Linked DNA regions of Sus scrofa: region 2 is linked to region 1. A link is a contact called in public HiChIP or PLAC-seq data. All regions are on one chromosome and are shown on one strand. Each heading gives the region's core, a stretch centred on a gene start, on an enhancer-like site or on the middle of the called end of the contact. The rest is flanking DNA. Distances are from core to core; before and after follow the strand shown. Region 1 holds the start of FRA10AC1 (fragile site, folic acid type, rare, fra(10)(q23.3) or fra(10)(q24.2) candidate 1). Region 2 holds the start of TBC1D12 (TBC1 domain family member 12).

Region 1 (6,387 bases), core at 1,496-3,995:
AGCCACAGCAATGCAGGATCCGAGCTGCAGCTGCAGCTGCAGCTGCAACCTACACCACAGCTCATGGCAACGCTGGATCCTTCAAGCACAGAGTGAGGCCAGGGATCAAACCCATGTCCTCACGGGTTCGTTAACCACTGAGCCACAACAGCAACTCCCATTATAGTTTAATGAACAAAAATTCATTTGGTAGGTCATTGTTGTCTTCATATGTAAACATAATCCAAAAACTCTCAACATTATTTATTTATATCTCATCTCAAATCTAGAAAGGATCACAAACACAGATCAATAAAAACTTACCTTTTTTTCCTTTTGCTAGATTCTCCACAGTGCTCATCATCACTAAAATCAGAGTCATACCCTCCATGACCATGCATCTGTAAAGAAGTATAACCAATAACTTAGAAACTAAGTTGCCCATAGTTCAAAATTAAGTTCTCTTTAAAAGCCACAATAGGAATTCCCATCATGGCACAGTGGAAACGAATCTGACTAGGAACCATGAGGTTGTGGGTTCAATCAGAGCTATAGCTATAGCTCTGATTTGACCCCTAGCCTGGGAACTTCCATATGCCTCAGATAAGGCCCTAAAAAGCACCCCCCCCCCCAAAAAAAGCCACAATAGTGGTGGATATATCACTGTTCAGGGGCTATCTAGCCATCTAAACCTTTCGCTCACTTTGAAGTAACAGACTTACTCCTTCAGAGAATGAATTATGTTTTTCACCTTAATTACCACTAGGCCAACAAGTGAAAGAAACCATTCTTTGATCTTTCCATTGAAAATCAGGTCTAGAAGCTGGCATGTCACTGAAAACAAGGCTCAGCAATGCTTTTCCTGACTCAAGAGTAAAGACAGTTGCTGTGTATTTATCATCAACTTTGTTCCAGGCATCATGGTAGATTCTTTACAAAAACTGCTTCTAATTCTACAAGTTAGGAATTATTACCTCATTTCAGAGATGAAGAAATCAAATGACAAGCAATCGACTACACAAAATATAATTTCTCTGGGCAGGCTCCTTATGTTCTGGGAGCTTGTTTCCCCCTCTATAATTACATCAGGCCAATCTACTTGAATCTTAAGCTCAATGATCTCAACTACTACAAAATGCCTCTGGAACATGTTAACATTTTGATTACCATATTCCATTAGACTTATTGGATTTGTGAGTAGGACAATCAATTGACAAAGATTTTCCTATTCTCTTTCCATATGTGTAGAGATTTCCTTTTTCTTGTAAACCTAGTTTCTTCAAGGTAAGACACCTTGCCCTTTGTTCTAGACAACTTTAACTTGTTTCAATTCACTTTTAAATCAAAATTATTAGAAATACTGAAAGATCTCAATCGTCCCTGACTTGTGTTAGAAGCAGCACCTGCTTTCAGTATTACATTGAATTTGGGACACACATTAATGGGATTATTTGACTACTTGTCATAAATCCCTAATTCATATGACTACAAGGAACCAATCCTGGTCAAATGATAGATCAAACTTTTTAAACTCTAATATTCACTAGAGTAAGTACAGCATGAATAGGAAATAAACCCCTAAATTTCACTGCACTGGACCTAAGAGAAGAGATATGTTTCTAGTCTTAGCTACCTTGAATAAATTACTTCATTCTTTGGGCTTTATGTGCTAAATTAAACTATCCTTACATCCTATTGAGTCTGTGATCTTTATAATTCCATTTTCAACATGGAAATTTTTAAAAAGTATATGAGTGTGTATGTCTCCTCCCTGTCCCACAGAATTCTAGAAAGGCCCTAGCCAAAGTCAGAGGCGAAGGTTTAGGCCACAGTAATGACACACCTGGATCTCATACCTTTTGCCATGTCAACTTGCTTCAGCTGTTTCATCATACCTGTTAAAACCATAACATCCTCTCACGCCTTGTCCCACGTCTCCCACTTTCCTCACATCTTGATGGAAGACAACCATTGTGGGGAGCTTAGAAAGATGTTCTGGGATCAGCCTGCCAGAATGCAAATCTTGGCTCTGCACTTTTCAAGTATTCTTTAGGCATGCTCCTTAAGTTCTGGGAGCCTGTTTCCCCATCTATAAAGTGAGGCTAATAGAGTTCCACTTTCAGAGGCCGGCGCATTACTTGAGTTACCACATATAAAGGGTTTTAGAACAGTATCTGGTACAGTAAAACCCTGTCAAAGGTTAACTACTATTGCTATCATCAGCTTGTTCCCTCATCCTATGACACCACCTCCTACCCTTACTACCCCTGTCTTCCTTTTCGCTCACCTTTCCCATACCCATCTGAACTCAGTGGTTGCAATAAAAAGTTCTCACTCACTTCAGGCTACGAATCCACCTACAAGGGCCGAGAGAAATTCGAGAAGAGAGACGCCGGGTGTCTCCAGAATCTGCCATAAAAATACATTAAAAAATAAAAATTTTTTAAAAGAAAAGGAAAGAGAAAGATAATCAACTAGTAGCATAAGAGACACAACTTTCGCTGCCCTTCTTTCCGACTCCAAATACACTCACCGCCCTTCTCACACACCCCTTCCCCTCCTCCCAGCTCTGCCAAGTGGGCCCACAAAATCGTGGTTTGCAACAGCGACCCACAGTCTGAGCGAGCCGCTGCTGCACCAGCCTGGTCGCCGCTGCCACGCAGCCTCGCCACAAGCCGCCACCACAGTCACAGCTTGAGCGGCCGCTGCCGCCACCACCGGCTCTCTGCCTCTCCCTACGGGTCCCGACTGGGCGCTACTTCCGGTCTGGTTCGGCCACGCGTCTCACTTAAATGACACCGTTCTCAGGCGCGCCAACCTTGTGCTACAGAGATAACAGTCCCGGGAAACAAAAGCAGCGGAAGAACAGGACCGGGGGCAGGGGGAAGGCGGAGGCAGCATCCTTCCATTTCCATCTCAGGAGCACAGCATCTAATACCGTGTGGCACTGCTCACACTAAACCCACGCCCCTAGTTTGGAATTTTGTTTTGTTTTAGAAGAAACTCTGCCTGCATATCACCTGCCATCCTCTTTCTAGTAACCTTAGTAACGCCTCCTCCCTCAGCATCTCCATCTCTGATCTGCCTCTCCTCCCCCTTCTCCCAATAAACCAGTTCTCATAATTAGAACAAAAATAGCTTTCCATCGCTTCACCACCCACACAATAGATGCTATTCCAAATGCGGTGCTGGTGGCAGAGGAGCTCATCGAATATGTGAAGAAAGGAAGAAGACAGAAGAGCGGCGATTTCGCCGAGTCGCGAATTCTCTGCCCACAAATGACTTGGCACAGGTGAACAGGGATCCAAAATAGTTACTAAAGACAAAAAAGAAAGAAGGGGAAAAAAAAAAAAAAAAGGAAATGCAGGCAGGAAAAGTTTATTTTTAAGCTCCACCAGGTTCTCCTATGTTTTACGTTTTCTATTCTGCTTTGCAGCCTAGTTACTGGGGTCCTGTCTTGTCTCCCTCCAGCTGATGCTGTTTATCTTGGCTTCCTCCTCAGTACCCAACACGGTTCCTTGCAAACCATACGCACTAATTAAATGTTTGTTGAATTGAACAGGCGTGCCACTGACTTTCACAGCGGGCTTATTTTAGAGAAAACCTTGGCATGTAATCTACACATCATTTTACATCTTTTTCACTACTAGATATTGTAGATAACAATATCTCTCAGTTCAACGCACGTTTTTATCCCTGGCAGTAAAGTACAGCTATATCCTACTTTACCCAGTGCAGTGAATGCGATCTTAAAAATCTTTACGTTAAACTTAAATACAATTATTCCAAAATACAATCGGATTATATTTCAATAAAAACGTTTATTAAAATATTTAAAGTGGAGTTCCCTTGTGGTAAGTGGTGTAAGCATCCCCCTTTGTCGCTGCAGCAGCTCAGGTTGCTGCTGTGGTGTGGGTTCCATCCCCAGTCTGGGGAACTTCCACGTGCTGTGGGCGGGGCCAAAAAAATGAAAAGCATTAGGAAGCCTCATGATTTTACATTATACTGTATTAAATTATTTTGTCAAGCAGTTCCTTTTTTAGTAAATATCTAAAATATCTATTTAGCTCTTTTGTTTATTATTAAAGAACCAAACACACCTGTATCTGGTATTTAATTTACTTTCTGCTAGTATTTGAGCTTTAATAGCATTTTCCTACCATTCTTAATATATTTTTATCTGCTGCTTTATTTTACTCTTACAGCAAGCCTGTGCTGCATGACTGCATTGTTAGCCCCATTTTGCACATAAGAAATAGAATCACAGAATCCAGAGCCACAGCCCTAGTGAGGGTCTAGAACTGGGAGTACTGGTTTCTCTACAAGACCTACAGACTTGTTTCTCTGTCTGTCTCTGTCTTTGCCTCTCTTTCTCTGTCAAATTTTGTCTTTTTTTCTCTCCTCTTCTTTTCAACTCATTAATTGTGCAAGAAATAGCTTCTGGTTCTAATATTTAAGAATTTCATATCTGTTGCTACCAGATCATTCAGCCAAAGATTTGCATGTCTTCCTTTGAGGCAGCAGTTATTGAAAGAGAGAAAATATATATTAAGGATAGATTATATGATTTGAACTAAAAAACAATTAATACACTATGAAAACTTACCTGACTAGGAATTCTCAAGTTATAATTATAGCTCAACAACTATAAAAAAGCAAATCGTTATTAAGTGCCTACTCTGGACAGAGCACTGTCCTAGTATCAGGGTTACAGATATGTAAATGTCACCCTTTACTCTCAAAGGTTGACTAGTAATAAAGAAAGATTATATAGAATAATAACAATATATTCTATCATAGATGGCCAATCTGTAAAATGTGTTATTTTAACAAAAATTAAAAAAAAAAAACCCTGGATTTCCCACCATGGTACAATGGAATTGGCAGCATCCCTGCAGCACCAGGACTCAGGTTCAATCCTCAGCCCGGTACAGTGTTTAAAGGATCCAGCATTGCCACAAGTGTGGCACAGGTGGCAACTGTGGTTCAGATCTGATCCTAGCCCAGGAACTCCCTAGGCTGTGGGGCAGCCAAAAAAGAAAAAAAAAATCAATAAAAATTTCCATGGATAACAATGCTGTGCAACTCAAAGCAAAAAAATACTATGACAGGTATGTGGTGGGGGGGAGGAAACTTGGTCCACACTTATCTCCATAACCCTCCTCCCACACACACACCCTTGTTGGCCTTCCCTAGACAGACAGACAGACAGACAGACAGACACACACACACACACATACACTGCTCTGGGAAACAGTATAATAAAGAACTCCAAAGTCAGCCAGACCCACAGACAAGTCAGGTTTCTGCCACTTACTAGCTAGGAGATCTTGGGCAGGTTTTTAATTTGTGATCTTAATTTCCTCACCCATAAAATGGAGATAATAAATAATAGTACCTAGCTCACAGCAAGTTACGAGGTTTAAATGTAATGTAGCTAAAATACTTAGCATGATGCCTAATTCATAATAAGTACATAATATTACTTGAGAAAAGTAGCATTTATTGAGGAAATTCTTTCTTGTGATTAACAATTAACTGCTTCTTGAGTATGGCCTAGAAACAGATTTACACATATATAATCCCATGATTAATGGCATAGCTTTAAGAATGGAATTTTCAATAAATAGTTCTGGGTCAATTGAATATTACGGCTAAAAAAAAATGCTGATTCCTACCTTGATTCATACCATACACAAAAGTCAATTTCAGAGAAAACACTGGAAAACCTCTTTGTGATATTCCATGATCTCTTCCTTAGGGCAGGAGAAATTTTCTTAGCTAGGACACACAAAAGGCTAAACATAAAGGAAAAAGATAAATTAAGGACTTCTGCTCATTTAAAAGACTATTAAAAAACGAAAAATTAAGTCACAGAGAGAAAATATTGCAGTAGAATATTCAATGAATTATCAGATTATATGAAGAACTAGGTAAAAGGCAGAAACCCAATAGAAAAATCAGGAGTTCCTGTCCTGGCTCAGTAGTTAATGAATCCGACTAGGAACCATGAGGTTGAGGGTTCAATCCCTGGCCTTGCTCAGTGGGTTAAGGATCCAGCGTTGCCATGAGCTGTGGTGTAGGTTGCAGTCGCTGTTCAGATTCTGCGTTTGTAGGCTGGTGGCTACAGTTCCGATTCGACCCCTAGCCTTGGAACCTCCATATGCCGCCAGAGTGGCCCAAGAAATGGCAAAAAGACAAAAAGCCAAAAAAAAAAAAAAAGAAAGAAAAGAAAAAAAGACTTGAACAAACAACTCACAAAAAAGGATGCCCAAAGGGCACATAAATATGTGCTCATCTTCATTATCAGAGTTATCAGAGAAATGCAAATGAAGAGTACAATGCACACCATTACACACCTATGAGAATGGCTAATGGGAGAAGACTGATCTAGTACTGATGAAGATG
Region 2 (7,064 bases), core at 2,233-4,732, 640 kb after region 1:
AGTATATTGATTTCTTCACATTAACATTTTAAGATGGTCAAGTCATTTTCCAGGAGGAAATTCATTAATCTCATGCCAAAATTTAAAATACATTCTAAACTGCTTAAATGCACATAAAAAGAGGCAGCTGCTAAAAAAATTTTTGGAGGAAGTGATGAAAGGTGCATCATTTGCTGTATAGAACTTATAGATCATATAGCTAGACTATGTCCCTACCTTAGACTTTTTTTTTTTTTTTTTTTTTTTTTAGGGCCGCACCCATGGCATATGGAAGTTCCCAGGCTAGGGGTCGAATCGGAGCTACAGCCTACATCACAGCTACAGCCATGCCAGATCTGAGCTGAGTCTGTGACCTACACCACAGGTCATGGCAACGCAAGATCCTTAACCCACTGAGCAAGGCCAGGGATCGAACCCACATCCTCATGAACCACTGAGCCAGGAAGGGAACTTCCTGTCTCTATCTTAGTCTTAACAGCTATACACAACTGCATACATTTCTATCATTTATTTTAACAATTCCTTGTTAATAGACAGTTTACTTTCAGTTTTTGGCAGTGGTATTTCCTTCTTTCTTTTTTTTCCTGTTATTATTGATAGTGTTGCAATGAACATGCTTAGGCACACATAGTCTTGGCAATTTTTTTCAAATAATCATAAGATGAATTCCTAGCAGGGAGATTGGTGGGTCAGAGGAAAGTCCATTTCTTTCTTTCAAATCCTTCCATGATTGTTTACAGGAAGTAACAATGAGTTTATGTTTATAGGAAGTACATATGAGTTTAAGAGTACACACACACACACACACACGAAGTTTTTTCCTTGTTTTACTCAAATAGTATAAGCCTATCTTGCACATGATGATGGCTTATAATTTCAAGTGGGTGAAAACTTCAAAACACAACTACTTGTCACCTTTTTTAATTAAAATCTTATTTTATATTATTTCATGTTAGAACACCATTTCCTTCTTTCTTGAAACACTCTTCATTTCTAAGACACTGTACAATTCAAGTTTTCTTTCAAATTTTCTGGCTACAGGTTCCTCCACTAAATGCTGAGGTTTCTTAAAATTCTCTTCTAGGTTCTCTTACTTTCATGCTACACAGTCTTCACAGTGATTTTACCCAAGACTAAGGCTTCATTTACCATCTGTGTGCTGATAATTCCCAAAATTATACTCTCCAACCCAGATCTTTCACTTATACTCTTACACCCAACTGCCTGAGAGACTTCATTTAGATGTACAATATGTAAAAATGAAGAAATTGTTTGCTTTTATTTTTAAAATATAATTATTAACACATCATGCTTTTTAAGTTCTTCTGAAATTTAGAGAGAAGAAAACACTGCATTTTTCTTTTTAACAGAAGAAGTACCTAGAAATTAGGTGACCAAATAAGGCCACATGGCTTGTAGGTAACAAAAATCACAAGAAAAGTTCAAGTTTCCTAACTTTCACTCCTATAACATTTTTATACATCACAATAACATGTTCCCAAGGGATGAAACTAAATAGGTCAGGATAAGAGAATGAGATACGCATGAGAAGAATAGTCAGACACCGTCAAACATAAATACCCTGAAAGTACCAGTAACATGGGAGAAACACTGGTCTGACTCAACATGATCATATTCCTTACCTGTTTTGAGTACTTGGGAGTTTCTGAATAGGTTTACAAAAGAATGACCCTGAGGAGTACAGCTCAATTTCCCCGCAAGTTTCCAAGTGAAACCTGGCAACACTGTGAAGAACACCCCATTCTTACCTTAGCTAACTGTCAGTGAATGGGAAAGGGGCAGAGCTGGCATGCTCCCCAACAGTAGTACATGGCTACTCTGAGTTTGTTTTCCCCAAGTATGTATTGTATCTTCAGATCTGCTTTCTAGACAAACTAAAAGCAGAGGCTAGCTCTTTCTCACTGTGGATACTGTACTGAAATGTTTTTTCATTCTGATTATGATCAATTATACAAAACTATGATCTGTACCTACTTTTAGGAAGACCTGAGAACAAGAAGAGTGATTACTAGAAAGCAAATGTATTCCATGAAGAACACTTCAGAATAAATCAATGGAAATGGGAGCATGGGAATGCTTCCCAATTACCTCGATGTTTTTTCTTTGGGTCCTCCAATGGAATAGGTTTCTTAGACACAGCATCTTTTACAGCTTGCCTTAGTTTCCTCTGTTCTTTTCGGTATTTCTTCTGAGTGCTTTGTTGTTTAAGTTGTTTGTTTTTTAGTTTGTTTTCAAGCTTGACTTTACTAGTTTTTAGCAATTTCCGAAAGCTTGGGACCTGTTTTTTATTTCGTCTCTAGAAAAAAACAAAAGGACCACTGTATATGCAGAAATTTAAATTACTTTATTTTAAAAATCAGATTAAAGAGAATTGATTTTAAATTTCATTAGACCAATTCCACAATTTTAACATCTCCCAGCCATAGGCCTTGCATATAAGAGCTAAAACCAAACTGTGGCATTAATCCTACAGAATGGCACTAGATCGTCAGTTATTCAGCTGCAGGTTCTTCCTGTGACCAGAATCCACAGCTGCTCAAAAGAGTCTAAGACTCCAAAAAAGGTGAAGAACCACTGAGCTAGTGGTAAAGGGTTACTCAAGGATAGCTGAACATCTGTAGTTTGGCATATTAAGAGCAAAATGCCAGGTGTCTTTAGCAATAACAACTGCCATTTACATATCACTTTACTGTTCACAAAGTGCTCTAACATATTACCCCCAACAGCCTAATTAAGTAATGATTGCTGTTTTCCTCGTATTTTGATGAAGCTACGTCTTAAAGAGATTAGGAGACTTGTCAAAGACCTTTAAACTAAGGAAAGCAAAACTGAGCTTCGGTATGCGGATCACAACTTTCTTGAAGGTCATTGTATCAAAATTCACTTGCTTCCTATTCCCTTACCCTTTACGGGGAAAAGGGGGGCCGGGGGTCTTATCTCAGGTCCCACGACACATAAGCTCATTGAAGACAGGACCTCGCTTGCCATCTGTAAAATAACATGTTCCAAAGATAGTCTCGAAGGACCATTCAAGTGTGACATCCTGCGAATACAAGATTCCGTGCTAGTCTCACTGTGGCCCCCAACAGCCAAGAGCGCACAGTGGGCGATGAAGAAGGAGCCAGGTCTATGGGCGGGGAAGCTGACAGCGCATAAAGAGTCAGAAAGAAGCCCCTAATCTAGGCCACCAAACCCCACACAAGGGCAAAAACCCGTCGAAAAGCTACAGTAAGCCGCGCCTCTGTGAGCCAAAGGGGCCCTAAACCGCGAGCTTCTAAAGACACTTACAGCCTTCATCCTTAAGTCTGCACGGAATCCCGGCCAGACAAATTCGCCAAGAGCAAAGGTAATCCAGGAATTCCAAAGGGGCGACACACGTGCAAAACAAGCAACACCGTCGGCCGGAAGCTGCCGCTAGCCGTCCGCCTCTTCCGCCGCCGGAAATGGAGGCGGGACTTCCGCAGACAGGTGAGGGCGCGCGCCCTCTCGCGGTGACGTCCTCAAAGGCCCTGGGCCGGATCCGCCCCGGCGTGCACGCGCATGGGCATGCCCGCAACCCTGAATCGTCAAAGGTGGGAGGTGGGAGGTGGGAGGTGGGAGGTGGGAGGTGGGAGGTGGGAGGTGGGAGGTGGGTGGTGGGTGGTGGGAGTTACTTTACAGTGTCTGAATCTTTGACTCCTACACTATTTCCTTGAAATTCTTCATGAAATCAAGCGCCTACTCTCAGGACGAAAGGACGTGACTTTTTTCAATCACCTTCCTGCAGTTTGTACCTCTCCTCATATTTAGCTTGTTGGAGGATGTAGCTCGCCTCATCTTTCTGTTATAGATACTAATTTTTGCACTCAGCGTTTCTTCCGTGATGTCGTGAGGACAGAGAAGAGCTTATTCCTCATGGGTATTACCCTACTCTCGCCTAGCCCTCAACGTTTGTGGAATGGCTAATGATTTCTCATGACCTTCTGGCACTCAAAAGTCTGATTATTAATAATTTATTTTGAAACTCTTTTCGCCTTCATTTTAACCATTGTCTGAAAAAGAGTTGTATCAGTGAGATTCATCTGCATTTCATTATTTTGCAACTCTTACTTTTCTGTAAGTTCGACTGTCTGCTTAGTAGTTGCACCAAAGGCATTAGTTTTAGCAGGAAGAGTTATGCATTACAAGAATAAGAATATGTTTTTCAAAATGATTGTTTCTCACGTACTTTTTTTTCATGAATAAATTTAAGAATTCCACTTCAGGTAAATTTAAAAAGGGGGGGGGGCGGTTCTTGAGCATATCCCTGACACTGAGCCTGGTCTAGCAGTCCTGAGCCAGGAGGGAAAGCCAGCAGAGGCTCAAAAGATTCTGAGCTCCCTAGTGGGTGTTGATCTTAAAGAGACTGAGAAGAAACCTGCCAGTCTCTGGATCCCACATCAAAGACCAAGAATCCTATCTTGTCCAGAACTCTTCCTTCCTTCCCTTCCAACTTCCCCAATTTCCCCATTGCTCTCTCTTCACACACACTCTCAGAAAACAGCAGAACCTGTCCCACTGGAGTATTATTTCATCAAACAAATTGAAAACATTAGCCTGTGCTCTTCCCAAGTGTTTGGATTCCTTCCCACACATAGCAAATTATCTGTAGTCACTCCCATCCCGTCGGCCTTCCTTCCAATCTCATCACTGCTGAGGCATCCCCATTTCAGTTCAAAACCAACTTCTTCCAGCTCCATCAGACTCCTGTATCACTAATCATCCATTCTCTCCTGTATTCTGTCCCTCCCTGACGGATCTTTCCTTTTGGCTGGTAAACATATTCAAAGCTCTTCCATCCTTAACTTTTTTTTTCAATACCCCATCTCCTTTTAATTGCTGTTGTATTTTCCTCTTTCCCTGCTTGTCTTTACTTCCAAAAAAACCTATTTTTCTTCTGATGTCTCCACTTCCTTGTAACTGTTATCACAGCCCGAGCCTGTGTTAGCTTTTTTAAGAATTAAGTCATACTCTTGGCCCATTTTAAGTTTTTAATCAACTAAAATCTTTGGATCATTTTGAAGCAACTGTTGCCAAACTCAGTCTCTCCCATCTCAATTTTGAGCAGTCTATTATTTAAATGCAGACTTAACAAATGAAGTTTACATGAGTCCTAGTAATATAATCTTGTGGTTTCTCAGTTATGTTGTTCCCAGCTTTGTGTCATTTTCCATTCACTCAAATTACTGCTAAACTCAGTTTGGTCTCTAGATCCTCTTCAATCTTCCAAGCTTTCCCAGACACTTGGGCTGAGGGGGTCACTGGGCTACCCCAAACAGGGACTGTACCCACAGAGATTGCTGTGAGCCCTTTTAACACTCTGCGCATAGAATTCCACTGAAACTGCTCTCCTTAAGATTGCCAAGAACCTCCAAGTTGTGGATTTTTTTCATCTTTAAGTGTGCCCTAAATTACATCATTTCTTTCTTTTTTAACCTCACTAGATCTCTGCTGCATTTCTTTCTGCTCTCATTAGAATTTCGACTCCCTTGGCTCCCTTAACAGCCTTTTCCCCAGGTTCTCCTTCTTCCATTCCTTCTGCCTCTTCAGGGTAGGTGACTCTTAGGGTTCTACTCTTGGCAGACTTTTCTACTTTTCTTCTTGTTCTACTTGCTCTCCTGGGGTGATATCATCCATCTACCTAATGCAGAGAAATTCCCAAATCTTTTGTCTGGTCCATACCTTTCCCTCAAGCTTCAGTTGTGTAACCACCTACCTCCAGGATATCTCCAGGAGATAACTATGGAACTTCAAGTCACCATGTTCAAAATTAGACTATGTTTTTCGCTTGTACTTCTTCCAACATTCTCTATTTCATTCATTTACCCACAGCTAGAATCTTGATGTTCCAGAGATATTTGGAAACTAGCCAGGGCTTTTTAGACTATTCATCATATCCCAATTCTTCTTGTTTTCTAAAGACAAACTGGTTTGAAAACTGTCATTAGGTAGGCATAGTACAATAAGGCTCCAGATGTTCCTGTGCCACAAGATAATTTATGTTACAAAGGACCTTGAAGAAACTAAGAGCACATAAAAGCACATTATAGGTTTGAAGTATATGCTTAGTATTTTCCTTGTGAAAAATTACTAAGTGGTAACAAATTATAAATGTAAGTCTCCAAAATCCCAACATCAAGAATTTAGAAGTAGGAGTTCCCATTGTGGCTCAGTGGAAACAAATCTGACTAGTATCCATGATGATGTGGGTTCGATCCCTGGCCTCACTCAGTGGGTCCAGAATCTGGCATTGCCATGAGCTGTGGTGTAGATGTGGCTCAGATCCCACATTGCTGTGGTTGTGGCATAGACCAGAGGCTATAGCTCTGATTGGACCCCTAGCCTGGGAACCTCCATATGCCCCAGGTGTGGCTTCAAAAAAAAAAGTTTAGAAGTATATATGTCATGGCCTCCACCTGGGACAGTGCTAAAATATAGTTGAGAAAGATAATGTGCATGACCAAATAGAGATTAATTAGAGACTGCATAGTTGCTAGAAAAGATAAATGAAAGCAGCTTTGGAGAAAAGGACAGAGCAGTGTACATTTAAGTAGATCTCAATAGGAAGGACAGAGTTCAGATAGGCGGGGTAGCATTTTCTAAGCAAGGTCACATAGATAGTGCAAATAATTTGTATTGTGGGTCATCAGGAAACTAGGCTAAAATAACTAATGATTATTCAATTTAAAGTTGTTAACCAAAAACCTACATAATAACAAAATATAAAATAATAACATAGCAGATGTTGTTGGCCCATTGACATTCTTTCAGCATTTCCCATTCCATACATGCTGGAAAAAAGTCCTTTGCAAGTTTTTACCTGAGGAGTTTTTCTCAACCCCTGCAGAGCAGGCCAGAAGTGCCAAGGAATTTTCATTCCTGAGAGCAGCCTTAAACCAATGGCAAAAGGAAGCAGAAGGATAAATACATATACCAACTGTGGTAGGCTGAATTGTCCTCCAAAGATATCAGGCCCTGAAACTGGTGAGTTTTACATTATGAAGCCAAAGGTGTGATTAAGTTAA

What was found. HiChIP or PLAC-seq counts read pairs in DNA pulled down with a chosen protein or histone mark.
Region 2: an H3K27ac HiChIP or PLAC-seq map of skeletal muscle shows a contact between it and region 1, with 4 times the contacts expected there. The contact joins the promoter of TBC1D12 here to the promoter of FRA10AC1 in region 1. A contact is called at or near these places in 1 of 47 Hi-C or Micro-C datasets (heart right ventricle) and 1 of 2 datasets of contacts at active chromatin or transcription factors (skeletal muscle).

What each region holds. Positions count from the first base shown.
Region 1 is chr14:105,167,109-105,173,495 of Sscrofa11.1, forward strand. FRA10AC1 (fragile site, folic acid type, rare, fra(10)(q23.3) or fra(10)(q24.2) candidate 1) reads right to left here and starts at 2,746. Exons shown (of 15, transcript NM_001243654.1): 1 at 2,594-2,746; 2 at 2,319-2,388; 3 at 304-380. The coding sequence starts at 380.
Region 2 is chr14:105,802,902-105,809,965 of Sscrofa11.1, forward strand. TBC1D12 (TBC1 domain family member 12) reads left to right here and starts at 3,483. Exons shown (of 13, transcript XM_005657433.3): 1 at 3,483-3,593. The coding sequence starts at 3,562. NOC3L (NOC3 like DNA replication regulator) reads right to left here and starts at 3,407. Exons shown (of 21, transcript NM_001144115.1): 1 at 3,310-3,407; 2 at 2,110-2,317. The coding sequence starts at 3,318.